Linked DNA regions of Mus musculus: all the other regions are linked to region 1. The links are chromatin contacts, called in public ChIA-PET, HiCAR-type, HiChIP or PLAC-seq and Micro-C maps. All regions are on one chromosome and are shown on one strand. Each heading gives the region's core, a stretch centred on a gene start, on an enhancer-like site or on the middle of the called end of the contact. The rest is flanking DNA. Distances are from core to core; before and after follow the strand shown.

What was found. A called contact is a pair of places that touch in the nucleus more often than the background predicts. ChIA-PET counts read pairs in DNA pulled down with a chosen protein or histone mark. HiCAR-type assays count read pairs that join an accessible place to other places. HiChIP or PLAC-seq counts read pairs in DNA pulled down with a chosen protein or histone mark.
Region 2: a HiCAR-type map of astrocytes shows a contact between it and region 1, with 2.8 times the contacts expected there. The contact joins the promoter of Myo16 here to the promoter of Irs2 in region 1. A contact is called at or near these places in 2 of 39 promoter capture datasets (hippocampal neurons and stem cell-derived epiblast-like cells) and 3 of 115 datasets of contacts at active chromatin or transcription factors (astrocytes, embryonic forebrain and neural tube).
Region 3: an HNF4G HiChIP or PLAC-seq map of pancreatic cancer cells shows a contact between it and region 1. The contact joins the enhancer-like site here to the promoter of Irs2 in region 1. A contact is called at or near these places in 2 of 39 promoter capture datasets (hippocampal neurons and stem cell-derived epiblast-like cells) and 5 of 115 datasets of contacts at active chromatin or transcription factors (embryonic forebrain, forebrain, neural tube and 2 more).
Region 4: a contact with region 1 is called in a Micro-C map of embryonic stem cells, with 9 times the contacts expected there. The contact joins the promoter of Ankrd10 here to the promoter of Irs2 in region 1. A contact is called at or near these places in 12 of 484 Hi-C or Micro-C datasets (CD4 T cells, CD8 T cells, double positive thymocytes and 5 more) and 2 of 115 datasets of contacts at active chromatin or transcription factors (memory CD8 T cells and pancreatic cancer cells).
Region 5: an RNA polymerase II ChIA-PET map of memory CD8 T cells shows a contact between it and region 1, with 296 read pairs. The contact joins the enhancer-like site here to the promoter of Irs2 in region 1. A contact is called at or near these places in 3 of 39 promoter capture datasets (the C10 cell line, liver and neural stem cells), 5 of 484 Hi-C or Micro-C datasets (the MNK3 cell line, the N1E-115 cell line, Th2 cells and 2 more), 24 of 115 datasets of contacts at active chromatin or transcription factors (CD8 T cells, DN3 thymocytes, SST interneurons and 19 more) and 1 of 9 other capture datasets (embryonic stem cells).

What each region holds. Positions count from the first base shown.
Region 1 is chr8:11,007,591-11,010,290 of GRCm38.p6, forward strand. Irs2 (insulin receptor substrate 2) reads right to left here and starts at 1,339. Exons shown (of 2, transcript NM_001081212.2): 1 at 1-1,339. The coding sequence starts at 840. 9530052E02Rik (RIKEN cDNA 9530052E02 gene) reads left to right here and starts at 260. Exons shown (of 5, transcript NR_046017.1): 1 at 260-421.
Region 2 is chr8:10,152,477-10,155,176 of GRCm38.p6, forward strand. It overlaps Myo16 (myosin XVI), which reads left to right and starts at 1,435. Exons shown (of 35, transcript NM_001319151.1): 1 at 1,435-1,770.
Region 3 is chr8:10,129,677-10,132,456 of GRCm38.p6, forward strand. No RefSeq gene overlaps it. Among named protein-coding and RNA genes, the nearest start is that of Myo16, 23 kb to the right of the region's middle. Within about 2 kb of position 1,340, at least 61 of the 459 cell types and tissues checked have an H3K27ac peak or open chromatin away from gene starts, as enhancers often do. A contact at or near this core is called in pancreatic cancer cells and stem cell-derived neural progenitor cells, where this site is marked.
Region 4 is chr8:11,634,426-11,637,125 of GRCm38.p6, forward strand. Ankrd10 (ankyrin repeat domain 10) reads right to left here and starts at 1,332. Exons shown (of 6, transcript NM_133971.3): 1 at 986-1,332. The coding sequence starts at 1,192. Mir7238 (microRNA 7238) reads right to left here and starts at 1,311; the gene lies at 1,269-1,311.
Region 5 is chr8:10,479,720-10,482,431 of GRCm38.p6, forward strand. All of the region lies in intron 23 of Myo16 (myosin XVI), which reads left to right. Among named protein-coding and RNA genes, the nearest start is that of Gm51561, 51 kb to the left of the region's middle. Within about 2 kb of position 1,367, at least 33 of the 459 cell types and tissues checked have an H3K27ac peak or open chromatin away from gene starts, as enhancers often do. A contact at or near this core is called in CD8 T cells, DN3 thymocytes, the MNK3 cell line and 4 more, where this site is marked.

The DNA.
Region 1 (2,700 bases), core at 89-2,588:
GATGTTCTGCGCCACCACCGAGTCGTCGGCTTGCATCCACAGCTCCCCGGGACCGGTGACGGCCGAACGGCCCACCTCGATGAAGAAGAAGCTGTCCGAGTGGCCGCAGCGGCGAATGTTCATAAGCTGCAGCGTCACCGACGGCTGTTCGCAATTGAGCTTCACGAAGCCGATGGTGCGCGCAGACAGGCATAGGCGGTATACACCAGTCAGGTTCTTGCTCTGGCCCAGTCCCTTAGGTTTCAGGTTCACCTGCCACACCTCGCGGTAGACGGCCGTGGCGGGTGTCACGAGCCCGTAGTTGTCATCGCAGCCAGCGGCGCCCGCTGAGCCGCCCAGGACGCCCGGGAGAGAGGCGCTGCAAGAGCCTCCGGTGGTGCCCGAGCCCCCCTCGCCAGAGCGGCCTTCGCTGACCAAGTCGGTGAGTGCGCGGTACCAGCCCTCCTGCTCCTGCTCGTTCTCCGCCGCTACAGCGAAGTACTCGTCCTTGGTGTAGAGGGCGATCAGGTACTTGTGCTTGGCGTCCGCGCGCTTGTTGATGTTCAGACAGCAGTCGAGCGCGATCACTCGCTTCGGCGCGCCCGCCTTGCTCCTCCACTTCTTCTCGCTCTCGTAGTACTCCAGCCGCGGAGGCTGCGGCGGCGACCCCCCAGCCGCGGATGCCTCGTCGCCGCCCGTGCCGGGGCCGCGCAACACGAAAAAGCGCTTGTGGCCGTGCTTCTGCTTGCGCAGGTAGCCGCACTTGCGCACGCTGTGGTTGTTGTTGTTGTTGTTGTTATTGAGGTTCGGGCCGTCCCCGCCCGCCGACGCGGGGGGCCCAGGCAGGGGCGCGCTAGCCATCGCCGCCGCTTCAGGTCTCTCTGCCCGGCTGGGCGAACAGGGGATGGCGAGGGCCGAGGGGCGCGGGCGGGGGCGGCTCCCCGCCACCCGTCGCCCGGCCGCCCGGCCACGCGCGCGCGTCCCCCGGGCCCAGGCGGTGGGCTAGGAGGCGCGCGCGGCTCGGTGGCGCAGGGCCCTCCGCCGCTCCGAAGGATGCTCGGTGCGGGCGATGGCCACCCCCCCGCTTCGACTGTCCGCTGCCGCTGCTTCCCGGGCTCTCGGGCGGCGCCCGGGGACTGGCTGGCTGGGTCGAGAGTCGGGGTCCCCGAGTCGCGGGGCCGAGCTTAGAACGCGCGCGGCCCGTCTGCTGCCACCGTTCTGCACTGCGCGACGACGGTCTGCGTCCGGACACTCGGGGCCCACACTGCCACTGGGGCCGCTGCTGCCGTTGCTGCCGCTGCTGCTGCTGCCACCAACGACGACCCGGGCTTGTCGCGGTCCCCGCCGCACAGTGAGTAACACATCGCGCACCGAGTGACTGAACTAAGAGCAAAACAACACGTGACTCTGCGTTACGCAGGCACACTCGCGCGGACGCCCCGCCCCGCAGCCCTGCATTGGCGCCGCGTTCCCCGACGGACAGCGAGACGGACCAATGAGCGTGAGGCACGGGGGGGGGGGGGAGGCGGACCGACACCGGGCTGCGTTTCCCGCCGTCCCCTCCCTCCCCCTCTCCGAGGCCGGGCCGGGGCTCGGCGGGGGCCGGGCCGGGCTCATTAATCAGGGGCTCGTTGTGGATGCGGGCGGGGGCGATGCCACCCAAGGCGGGAAGCCCGCCGTGGAGAAGGCGGGTGCGGGGTTTGTGCTCCCGCCTCGCGTCCCACTAACTGGCCCCAGGCTTCCGCCGCGGAGGGGGAACGGGGGCGGGAGGTCGGATCTGGTGCGGGGCGGCGGTCGGACCCCAGCAGCCGGGGTGGGCGCGCGGCGCAGGGCGGTGCCCGCTGTGGGTGGCAGGCGCGCGGCCCGGCTTGTTTACGAGCATCGTTGCCCGCGAGCTCCGGGTCGATGGCAGCTCGGTGCCTTTTCCCGGCGGCGAGCCGATCGAGGGGCGCCCCGGAACCCGCCCCACCCTCCGCAGGCGTCCGCCCCCGGCCGTGGGCTCTTTCCGGGGCGTCATCAGAGCCATTCACTTGTCAGGTTCCCGGGAAGTGGAAGTCGCCTGTTCTGGATGTAATAGGAGAGAGGAGGAGGGCGTGCTGGCGTAGGAAAATGCGGTTTCCATAGTGCCGGGAAAGGGCGGGCCTGGGCGGGAGCGGGGAGCTGGGAGCGAGTGCTGGCGGGCGTCCTCCCCACGCCCCGCGCCCTCACCGCTCCCGGCCCGCGCCCCAAACCGTGTTCACCCAGCACCCGGGCTATGGGCGGGCGTCGCCGAACCTAGGAGCGCGGCCGCGGGCACAGCGCCAAGCCAAAGATGCCCTTGAACTGCTGCTTTGAATTTCTCTATCTACGTGGCCTTTGTGACTTTCAAAGTCGAGGGCAAATAAGCACCTGCATGTCTTCTCTCCTAACTGACAGCGTGAGGGCCGCTAGGAAGGGCAATGGTCCGCGCTCACGGAAGGCGGGCTTGGAACCCTGCTCTGGATGCGTAAACAAAACAAACCCTTGCCCATCTAGGGAGAAAGTATCTAAATGAAACAATTCAGGACCAGAGTTTATCTTACAATTTAACCTTGGTTATTTTGTTCTGAGTCCTGGAAGTTCGCGGTGGAATGCCCTGCATAATTTACAAATCATTGTAGCAATTACAATGACATGTTTAAGAAAAATAATTGCACAGTGTGATTCTGAAGACCATAGATGCTTTACCCTTTGTGTAAACTG
Region 2 (2,700 bases), core at 185-2,684, 860 kb before region 1:
AAAACACCTCAAAAAAGTAGATGGTATCTCTCACACGGCATTTATATCTCTATCTTGCTAAGTGAAGAAGATTCTAGGAGAAGAAATAGATCGTGAAGTGCCTGTTTGAATTGTAATTTACAGTCATTCTTGCCAGGATACATTGTGATTGGTGATGTTGTTGGATTACTTTGTCAAATGGTTTTACAAGTTATCTTTAAATAACTAAACATCCAGTCTTTCTTTATATATTGAAAAAAATCTCCATATCAACACCCCATGAGCTTCATGTGGGGTATGCTCTGTGTGCATGGTGTGTGTGTGGGCACATGCATGAGCATGTGGAGCTAGAGGACAACTCCGGGTGTCTCCCCTGTCCACTTATTTACAATAAGGTCTCTTATTGTCCTGAGGCTTGTCATATTGGCTACTGTTGGTTGCAAGCCTCGTAGTAATTGTGTGTGTGTGTGGGGGGGGGGGGTTAAACTACACTTGACTTCTCACATGGATTCTAGGAGGTGGAATTTGAATTCAGGTTTCCTGCTTAGTGAACTTTTAAAGACAGACCTCCTCCTGCCCCCCGCCCCATAGTTTTAATGGTAATTCAACTGTTTAATTGAATCTATCTCCACATTCCTAGATCATCTTTTAAAAGACCCAACTCCGTTTCGAATAACACCTACATGCAAAGTGTAAAATGTGTACTAAGTCCAGTTATCTGCAGTTTCTCCGTTGTCATATGGGCTTGTGCTGTACTGTTTATCCGCATGTGTCCAAGAACTAGCCTGAGTTACACACTCATTTATCCATGTGCCCGTTGATACGGTGCTGGTCTCTGGGTGCATGTGCATGCACACACACACACACACACACACACACAGAGAGAGAGAGAGAGAGAGAGAGAGAGAGAGAGAGAGAGTCACACACACCATCCCAGAATTAACAGAACATTCTCCACTTTTGGTAAAATACAGACAAGCAAACTTTACAGAGCTGACACAAAACCAAATTTTAAGGGGGCAGGCACATCTTGTATTTTGTCACGGCAAATGAATGCATTACAGTCCTGGCATGCTTTCCTAATGTCCTGCGCCCAAACTCCCAATTTCAAGCCTATTAAGGCAGAATATCTAATGGCAGAGACATAGAAGACTGTACTGGCTTCTGTAGCTTTAAAATTGGTCACCCATTCTGTCTGGACAATTGCCACAGTTGCCAGGACTGCATGGCCTTTGTTCTGGTGGGATGTCCGAGGGGAGCCCCTGTGCAGTGCACATTGCCATCCGGTTCCCTGCGGTCTTACAGAAGTCTGGGCGGAAAAGTTTGAAGCGCTAGACCCTTTCTCACATCCTTGGAGAAGGGGAGGGGATAGGACCCCGAGGGAGGGTAGCAGAGCCAGCCTGGGAGGCGCGGTCTCCGCGAACGCGTGAGAGCGCGTGAGAAGGAGGGAGGGACGCGGGGCGCGGCGGGGAGGCGGGAGGGCGCCAGGACCAGGCGACCGCCCTGTTCTTGCGTGGAGACCCAAAGGAACCAGGAGGACCAGAAGGGACGGAACCCAGCTGTGGACTGTGTAGGGAGAGGGGCGGAGCTCGGACCGAGTGGCAGGGACGCGGCTGCGGCCCGAGGGGCGGGGGCTGCGAGCTGCCAACGGGTGGAGTCGGGGTCCCCATCGCGTCTCAGCGCAGCACATCTCCGCCAGTCTGCTCCGTGACCCGGCGTCCAGGAGCAGAGCAGAACCGCCGGGACCGTCCGTTGTTGGATCCCGGGGCACCGGGGATCGTTCTTCGTCAGGTAGGGTCGGCGGCAGGGTGTCTCATGTAGGGAACTTGGAGAATCCGAGGTTCCGGGTCCTGTAGCATGAAGGGACCACGCAGGGTCGCCAGCGCTTGTCCCAGCTGCTGTAGTGAGCGCTGGACAGGCATGGGGCGTGGGGCATGAGGAGTGGTGAAGCGGTTTCTAATTCCTTTCCAGCAAGGACCCTGCCACCTTTGGGATGTGGGAAAGGAGGCCAAGACCAGAATCTTTCTTAGAACTCTGGATTTAACCACAAGGAGGCAAATTTGGCAATTTGTAGAAAGAAACCTCTAGTTGCCATGGGAGATGTGGCGCTGTCACCTATGCAAAGGCTCCCGGGCGATGGGATGCACTTCTTCCTCTTCTCTGGGGATGGAAATGAGACTTGGGAGAACAAAGATGATGCTGGCAAGAGCTTGCCAGCTGGCGCCTCTTGCACATATCCCTCTGACCCTTGGCCTCAACCTCCCATTGTCTTAAGGCCAGGGACAAAGTGAGGGGCAGGTCAGGACTTACAGCTCTGTGCGTCCCAGGACCACAAAGGCTGCCTTTCCTTTCTTAAACACCTCGATAGGCAGAAGCCCTCCTTTTAACTAGTCTCTTGGACACCTTCAACATCTTCTGAAAGGAAATAGTGATTTTCAGAGACCTGGCCAGCTATCTGTGCCTTTTCCTCACTTGTGGCTCAGAATGGATTTGGGGTCAGTGTGTTAAGACTTTGTGTTCAACACTTGTCACCTGAAGGGACTATTGATCACTTTAGAAGCCATCAAAAAGCCAGGTCAAGCAAGACCTGGCTGTTCTGTGCTCGCCACAAAAAGGACGGTGTAAGGACCAGTCTTTACCCTCATGTATGTGCAAGGTGCGAGCGCGCGCGCGCGCGCGCGTGTGTGTGTGTGTGTGTGTGTGTGTGTGTACACAGGCACG
Region 3 (2,780 bases), core at 90-2,589, 880 kb before region 1:
AGAAATTGCTTACGGCAAGGAATCTTGCTAGCAAACCAAGCTTTGCAGCATGTTTGACAAGAAAGGGAGCATAGACATGAACATTAGTTACCCAGAGAGGTGGAGCAGTTGGAGCCTCCCTCCCTGTTGCCCCCATAGGTCCCAGGTACCACTCAAATGATTCAGCACCAGACGTGACTGGATAAAACTGAGAGACAGGGTAGGAATGTGGCTCGGACCTGTTACTCACATATCAGAAACCAGCACAGGACCTATGTATACCAGTGTCTTAGTTAAGGTTTAATGCTGTGAGCAGATACCATGACTAAGGCAACTCTTATAAGAACATTTAATTGGGGCTGGCTTACAGGTTGATAGGTTCAGTCCATTATCATCAATGCAGGAAGCATGGCATCATCCAGGCAGGCATGCTGCAAAAAGACCTAAGAGTTCTACATCTTCATCTGAAAGTTGCTAGCAGAATCCTGGCTTCCAGGCAGCTAGGATGAGGCTCTTAAAGTCCACACCCACAGTGACATGCCTATTCCAACAAGGCCACAACTACTTCAACAGGGCCACACATTCTAATAGTGCCATTCCCTGGGCCGAGCACATACAAACCATCATGACCAGCATAACATGGCTGAGGCAGGAATGCTTGTGGTTGTGGTGGGGTTTGGTTTTAGGGATGCTTCCCAGAGTTGGGTCTTTTCTCTTTTCTCCCCCTTTCTCCAGCCATCAGCTCCTGATGAGGTGGATTCTCTTCCATGTGCTCAAACCAAGTCTCCTCCTCACCCTAGAAGACAGGGTTGCCTGTTGCAGTCTTGACAGTCCTTTATTTTGTCTCTTTGCTGTTTTAAAGCCTTTCTGAACAAGATTAATTGGAGGAATCTATGAGTAAAAGGAGCCTTACTATCTCAATTGTGTCCATTAAAAAAAATCTCAAGGAAACATTCACAGGAAACAACTTACACTAAAAACACCAACCGGAATTAGCATCAGGATAATGTAAGGTCTAAATGGCCAGAGAGGGAATTCACTGAGTTCACAGTCGAATGGGGAAGGAGCTCTGGGGAGGGTGTTCCTTTTGGCATTTGAGCAGAGAACACCCATGAACCTGTTAAAAATATGAACCCCAAGAAATAAGGTAGAAAAGCAAACAAAAACAACAAACAAACGTCTCTGAATATGAGTGTTAATACTTTTGTAAATCTGCCAAGATTCTCAGTACAACCGTCCCGGATTTGATATTCAGAAAAGCAGGGCAGAATTGCTGACACGGACTCTGCATAGACAGCCATTCACGGAGTGAATGCCGCAGCTCTCCTGCCGCTGTTCTCCCTGGATGACTAATATATCAAGCATGGTATTTGTTTTGTGCTCTGAAGAACTTGCTCCATCACCATAGTAACCTCTTCATGTTGGCGGAAGCTGATGTCATTTAAAGTATTATTCATTCGTGGTGAATTGATACCCAGAGTACTAATAAGTCTTGGGAGGTAAAAAGAGCTAACTATACATACTGGCTAAGCATTGCTTAGCCCTTTCCCCTGAGGGTCCTTGAGTGCCCAGTGAGAGCCAGGCAGAGGACAATTTAGAAAGCCATACGTGTTCGGGCTTCATACACAGTGCAAGTCCATGCTAACTCACGGCTTAGTTTTCTCAGTGGATGCGTGGTGCTGTGTTCATCTTGTAGTGCTGCTATGACAAAGTACCTCAGACTAAGTGGCCTAAAGAACAGAAGTTTATTTTATCATTGACCTGAAGGGAGTCTAAGATCAGAACATTAGAAATCCTGGGATGTGGTGAGGCTTTAGTCTCTGCTCCTAAAGGACCATGTTCCCATGGATGGCAGGACAGAGGGTTGTTACAAAACTCTAGGACCAACAAAGATGATTAGTGACCCCCCAAAATGGCTTTAATAAAATGACAGAGATGAAGCCTCATTGCAATGGCAGCAGAAACCTGTAAATAAAGTAGAGGGCACACAGAATTTAACTTATAAAGATTAGAAATAGTGGAAGGTGATAAGGACAGGTAACAGGGATAGAAAGGCAACTTCCTGGCACAGGATGGCGAATATTTATGTGCAGTCAGCAAACACAAGTAGATAAAGTAATTAGGAGGTGAGAAGAGAGAAAGAAGTGTGGTCAGGGAGGTTTACCCCGAGGAAGGTGCGCACAGGCTTGGAAAGACGTGATAAAGAAACAGGTCTTCCTTTTGTTTGTTTGTTTTTATTAGACATTTTCTTTATTTACCTTTCAAATGGTGTCCCCTTTCCTAGTTTCCCCTCCAAAAATCCCCTATCCCCTCCCCTCCCTGCTCCCCAACCCACCACTCCTGTTTCCTGGCCCTGGCATCCCCTTGTACTGGGGCATAGAACCTTCACAGGACCAAGGGCCTCTCCTCCCACTGATGACCGACTAGGCCATCCTGGAAGAGGTCTTCTTAAGAACTTAAGGTACCTGACACCTCGGTTGTTAGGGTTCAGAGACCCAGCTGTGCACCTCCTGCTCAGTGGATCGGGAAGACAGGTCTGGAACTGATAAACTTTGCGCTTGAGGAGATGGTATATCTCCTGTGGAGGGTTTCAAGAATCTGTGTGAGATATCCTGACCTCTGTCCAGGAAGAGTGCTGTTTTAATTTTATGTTTTCTCTTTACTGGGAAAAATAAAAGCAATACATATTTGTTGGACACAGTAAAATACTTCAGCATACAGTCATCATGGTGTCTAATTATGAAGTCAAGGTCATTAGAATTTCTGGTCCTCGAATCTTTGTCTCCAGACTGAGCATCTCT
Region 4 (2,700 bases), core at 82-2,581, 630 kb after region 1:
GCTGGGGTGAAAGGCTCAGCCTTTTCGCCTCTAAGAGCTTTCCGTAATAGTTGGAACGGGTTAACAAGATGGTTCCGTATCTTAAGACCATCCAGGTTTCAGATAGGAAAGCTCAGAACTACAACGTCCTCGCCTCCGCTACAATACTGGTCTCCAAAGTCAAGTCTACAACTCGTTCTCCGTAGACGTGAAAATGCTCCTTTAGCTTTAGATCAAATTCTGGTAAACAGTACAGCGTGAATTTTGCCGCTTTATGGCGCAGAAGCACTTCTGTGTGCAGGTTAACTAAGGCGACCACGAGAAGGTGGATTCCCAGCGACTACCTGCACCCAACTGCATGCCACCTTTCAACACCAGGAGAACGGGGCCAATTAGCGCAGCTTACACAGGACGGTCCCGGTGGAGAGGGGGCCGATAGGCATGGCCGCGACCCCGCCGTCGGCCATAGCAGGTGCAGACTTGACACCCCCGGCTACGAGGGCAGCGCCCATCCCTCCGTGCCTTCAGGGGGCCCTGCACCCGGTTTCCATTAGACAGAAGCGCGAGGCCCCCAGTTTCCTCCTCGCCACGATTCCCGAAGCCCGGCGGCCTCCGCGCAAACGGCCTCAACTGCAGTCTGCCCGCCCCGCTCGGAAGAGCCACAAGTGTGCACATGCGCCCTGGATCCTTCGGGGGAGCCGGCGAGACGGACCCCATTTCCGCCCCGCCTCCCAACACTCCCCGCGCCCCCGGAGGTCCTGGGTCGCGCGCCGCCCGCCGCACATGCGCCTTGAAGCCCTCGAGGCGCCCGCGGCGTCTGAGCAGCTTCCGCGCCCCCCACCCCCCACCGTCCTGGGTCGCAGACCGCGCGGTACCGCACATGCGCCCTGGAACTCTCAGGGGTTGCGCTGCCGCTGCCGACCGCGCTCTCCAGACACCGTGGGGTGCGCTCTGACCCTAACAGCACACCACGCGGAAAATGGCGCCTTAAAGTGCCCGCGCCCACCTTGCCGAAGTGCGCAGCCCAGTGCACGGGCGTCCAGCCGTAGAAGGAGTCCTCAGCGGCCAGGTGAGCGCGCGGCGTGTGTGGCAGCAGCGAACAGAGCGCGACCAGGTCCCCGTCCCGGCAGGCGCGGTGCAGCGGGAAGCGGAGCGACAGCAGCTCCTCGCTGGAGAAGCCTGCCTCCACGGCCGCGCCCGCTCCCGCTGACATGATGGGTCGCTAGGAAGCACGCGACTGATCGGCCAGAGGAATGTGCCGGTGAAGGCCTGCGAAGCTGCCGCCACTCGAACACAAAGGACAGGCGAGCTGCTGCCGCGTCCCATCCGCATCCGAGCGCAGCGAGCACTGAGGGCGGGACCTGAGCCACGGGGCGGAGCCTGCGCCTTGAGAGGGTGGGGCCTAACAGTCCGCTGCCTCCGACCGCTGCTGACGCCCGTGGTGGGGCGAGGCCCGCGCCTGGATAGGGTGGGGCCTCCCGCAGGTGGTGCTGAGGCTGGCGCCTGGGATAGGGCGTGGCCTTGGCTGCAGGGCGGGGCCTTCTCAGGGTCTGCGCAGGAACGCCGCCTTAGGCGTCTGGTGGTGAAGTTAGGGGCTGGGAGGCGATCACCGCTTGAGGAGGCCGCTACTGATGCCAACGCTGAAGGTGTAGGGGTTGAGGGTGGGCCTGCACGTTAGTGTGGTTAGAGGGACGAGACTTGCCGGGCAGTGGTGGCGCACGCCTTTAATCCCAGCACTTGGGCGTCAAAGGCAGGTGGATTTCTGAGTTCAAGGCCAGCCTGGTCTACAGAGTCAGTTCCAGGACAGCCAGGGCTATACAGAGAAACCCTGTCACGAAAAACAAACAAACAAACAAACAAAACAAAACAAAAAAAGGAGGGGGGAGACTTGGCTGCGACTGAAGCCTGAGGAGGCCGCGCCTGAGACCTCGCCTGAAGCCGGAGGCCTACGACCCTGGCTGTAAACCTTGCCTGGGGCAAGGCCAAAGCCCAGGCCGGCCTCTCTGTGATTGGCAGCTGAAAGCCACGCCTTAACTAAAGGAGGAGAGTCTGGGATTTGGAGCGGAGCGGCGCTCTGGTCGATTCCTGGGGCGGCTGGGCGTGACCTGGCGCTGGTGGGTGTGACCTGGAGCGGTTGGAGCTCGGCCGCAGGTTCCTGCTGAGGACGATGCCTGAGGCGCTACTTCTAAATAGAGCTGCTGCTCTGCCAGGCACACTCGCGAGTGGGGACTCAGGACTCTGGCAGCCGGCCCTGGCCTGCTTCCGCGGTTGCCTGAGTTCCTCCAATTAGTGTTTATTGGGCGCCTGCGGAGCACAGCTCCTCATTAAAAACCCGAAAACAAGGGTGCAGCCAGTTAACTTCGGTATGCCTTAATTGGAATGGATGCCAGAGAGAATCGAGAGGCCCTGGCGTCTGTAACTGTAAAGCATGAGTCACGTGAGCAGGCTGGGCACATGGTGAAAGAAATTTTAGAAAAATTGACTACTAAATTCTCTTTCCAATGGTACAATGCTATGGTTGTAAAAAATTTGAAATTTTTCTTTTTTCTTTTTCTTTTTGTTCTAATTTTGGTTTTTCGAGACAGGGTTTCACTGTGTAGCCCAGCCTGGTCTACTCACTCTGTAGACCAGGCTGGCCTTGAACTCAGAAATCCTCCTGCTTCTGCTGGGATTAAAGGCGAGCACCACCACCTCCTGGCTATAAAATTTGAAAATCATACT
Region 5 (2,712 bases), core at 117-2,616, 530 kb before region 1:
TCCCCAACTTGGGAACTCTAAAGAGGAGCCTCTGCCCTGCTTAGGGAGCTTTCTGAGGCGGAAGCTCAGAGGTCCTTTCAGGAATGTTTAAGCACCATTATCTGAATTCCGTCTGATGATCCTTCCTAAACACATCTGAATGTTTCATTACCCCCAGGAGCATGGTGCAGCTTCCTGTCTCCATTACAGAAATATTTTAAAGTAAATGGGGAGAGGCTGTGCATGAAATATTAACAAGATCTCATTAATGAGCGTATGTTTGAATTAAAGAAAGCTTTCGGGGCTTGGGGGCTTGGGGGCTTGGCTTTTTGTTTGATTGTTTGTTTTAGCCAATTTTAAATCTTATGTGAAGTTACCTGTTTTAGAATTTGCTCTTACCCTGATGATTTAAGTGACAGATAAGCGTTAAACCCACAAGTGTGTCTGCGTTGATTGGCTGTTAGAAATCGGGATCTTGAAGGAAAGAAGAGTTACAGCTTGACAATATCAGCTCTTAGGAGAGGTGGATTTCCATTAAGGCAAGGCTAAACTAACTCTAACTCAGAAATTGTACTTTGAAGCTCCTACATTTTGCAGTGAGGAAAAAGTGAACAGATTATGAAGTTGTAAATCGATCTGGGGCTAAAGTTAAAGCTTAAGTTAATGAAATTTAAATAAAGATTCAGTTGTGAAATACACATCCCACACTCCTGTGAGCAGATTCTCGTGTATTTAAGTTGGGAATGGCCTTGCTCAGAACAGATGTCTTAGTGTATGTCTCGGGGCTATAGTCATCCAACTCTGATGGTAGTGTGCAGAGAGGGCTGAGAAGTCATCTAACTCCAACAGGCCATGAGTAGAATGATAGAGGCCATGAGCAGTAGGACCTGATCCACCCTGGATGAGAGAGTCAGGATGGATCTGCCTAGAAACCCCCAGAACTCCAGCCATCTTCTCTCTCCAGAACTACAAGTGCACAGACCTCTCTTTCGCCCAGACTGTGTTTACAGGTTCCAGCAGCAGCCTGAGGAAGGGAATACAAGCATTCATTGTTTCCTGGCAGTTTACATACAAGAAAAGTGAAACATGTTGATGCGTAGCATTTTAGAGTTTCTTCCTCTTCGTTGGTCTATCCTGAGCTAACTGCTGCCCTTCTTGATCTCTTTGTCCCCTGTGCTTTTCCTCACCTGGACATCCCGTGTCCTTTGTCCTAGATCTGGGCATCTCTCTGAACATCATGTTCCTGACCTAATCTATGCTGCTTTCCACTCACCTTACTGTCATCGTGATGCCCGACACTTGCCCATTGACCACATCCTTGTGTGTAAACAGAACCGTGTCGGTTTCTAAGTAGGCCTTTGGTGAGGGCTGATGACTCATCAAGACCACAAGTGACGGGTGAGGTTGTTAGAGCTCTTGCTTCGGAAGAGCAGAAACTGGGCGGCTTCATCCCAGTGCAATGTATCCTCCCAGTAATGGAAGATGGAAGTACAAACACTGGCATCTGCAGGTTCCTCCTGGCCTCTCTGCAAACAGGAGGTAGTCATTCCCTGAGTTGTGAATGCATTTCTCCTGACTGTCATTCTGCATCTCATGGGTCATTTCCTCTTCCCCTAAGGATTTGGGCATAATGTAATGTGTCCCCCTTGAGTCTAACAAATAACACTTAAAAAAAAATGCAAATAACAGTCTATAATTCTTGGTGAGCATGAGTTTGGGAGAGAGCATCTACACAGGAGTTTCTGGTGGGTAGTAGGCCCCTCAATTCACATTGCCCCATGTCTTCATCTCCCTCCACCTACTGGGTCAACAATGCTTTATTATCTACATTCTGCGGAGTCCACACATACAAAGGAAAGAAAGGAGACATTGCTTTACTTGAACAAGTTTGAGTTTCATTCCATAAGGACATGACTGTGAAGACAGGGACCCTCAGTTGTACACTCGTGAAGTTTAAAATTGAGAAAAATATCATCATGATATCATGGTTTCTTCTGGGGGTTAAGGAGTAGGCTACCTCCATGTAGGAGTGATTATTTTTACATATTTCCTCAAATATACCTATCCTAGCCCCTCCACAGTAGTCTAAGGCCTGCAATATATACAGGCCACATGGCTAATCAAAAATTTGAATAGACAGAGCTATCAAACTGAATTAAGGGATCATCCAGTCAGTTTACTATTTTTGTCTATGATGAGAATATTGGTAAGCCAATGGACTTATCTTATCTAAGTGTTAAAATATCCCTGTTTGGTTTGCCATTCATTTTTACATCTCATAGACGTGCTTGTGTTAGAATGCAGAGCCAGGCTTAGTGACACGTGTTTAAATACGTTATTTGCCTTTTCCCTAGCACACGTTGATCAGCATTAAGACAGCTGTGACCACTCTGGGTGTATTACGAGCTCTTACTGCTCTTCCTCCACGCTTTAGAGACTTCCCTGAAAGATAAGTGGAGACAATTCAGCGATTTCTCTATCTATGGAAGCCATAAAACCTGTGCTGAAAGAGAGAGCATGCAGATGACTGCCTTAACTTATGCTAATGTGACATTCTCTTTCTCCTGGGCTAGACCTGTCCCATGTGGCCAGTAGTTACACCTTGATTAAAAAGAATTCTGCAAAACTACTAGATTCTTTTGCATTTGGGTTTATGCCTAACAGTGTGAACCCACAGGTGTTTGGGATTTTACTGTACATTCAGCGATGCCCTTTCAATATTATTTCCCTCAA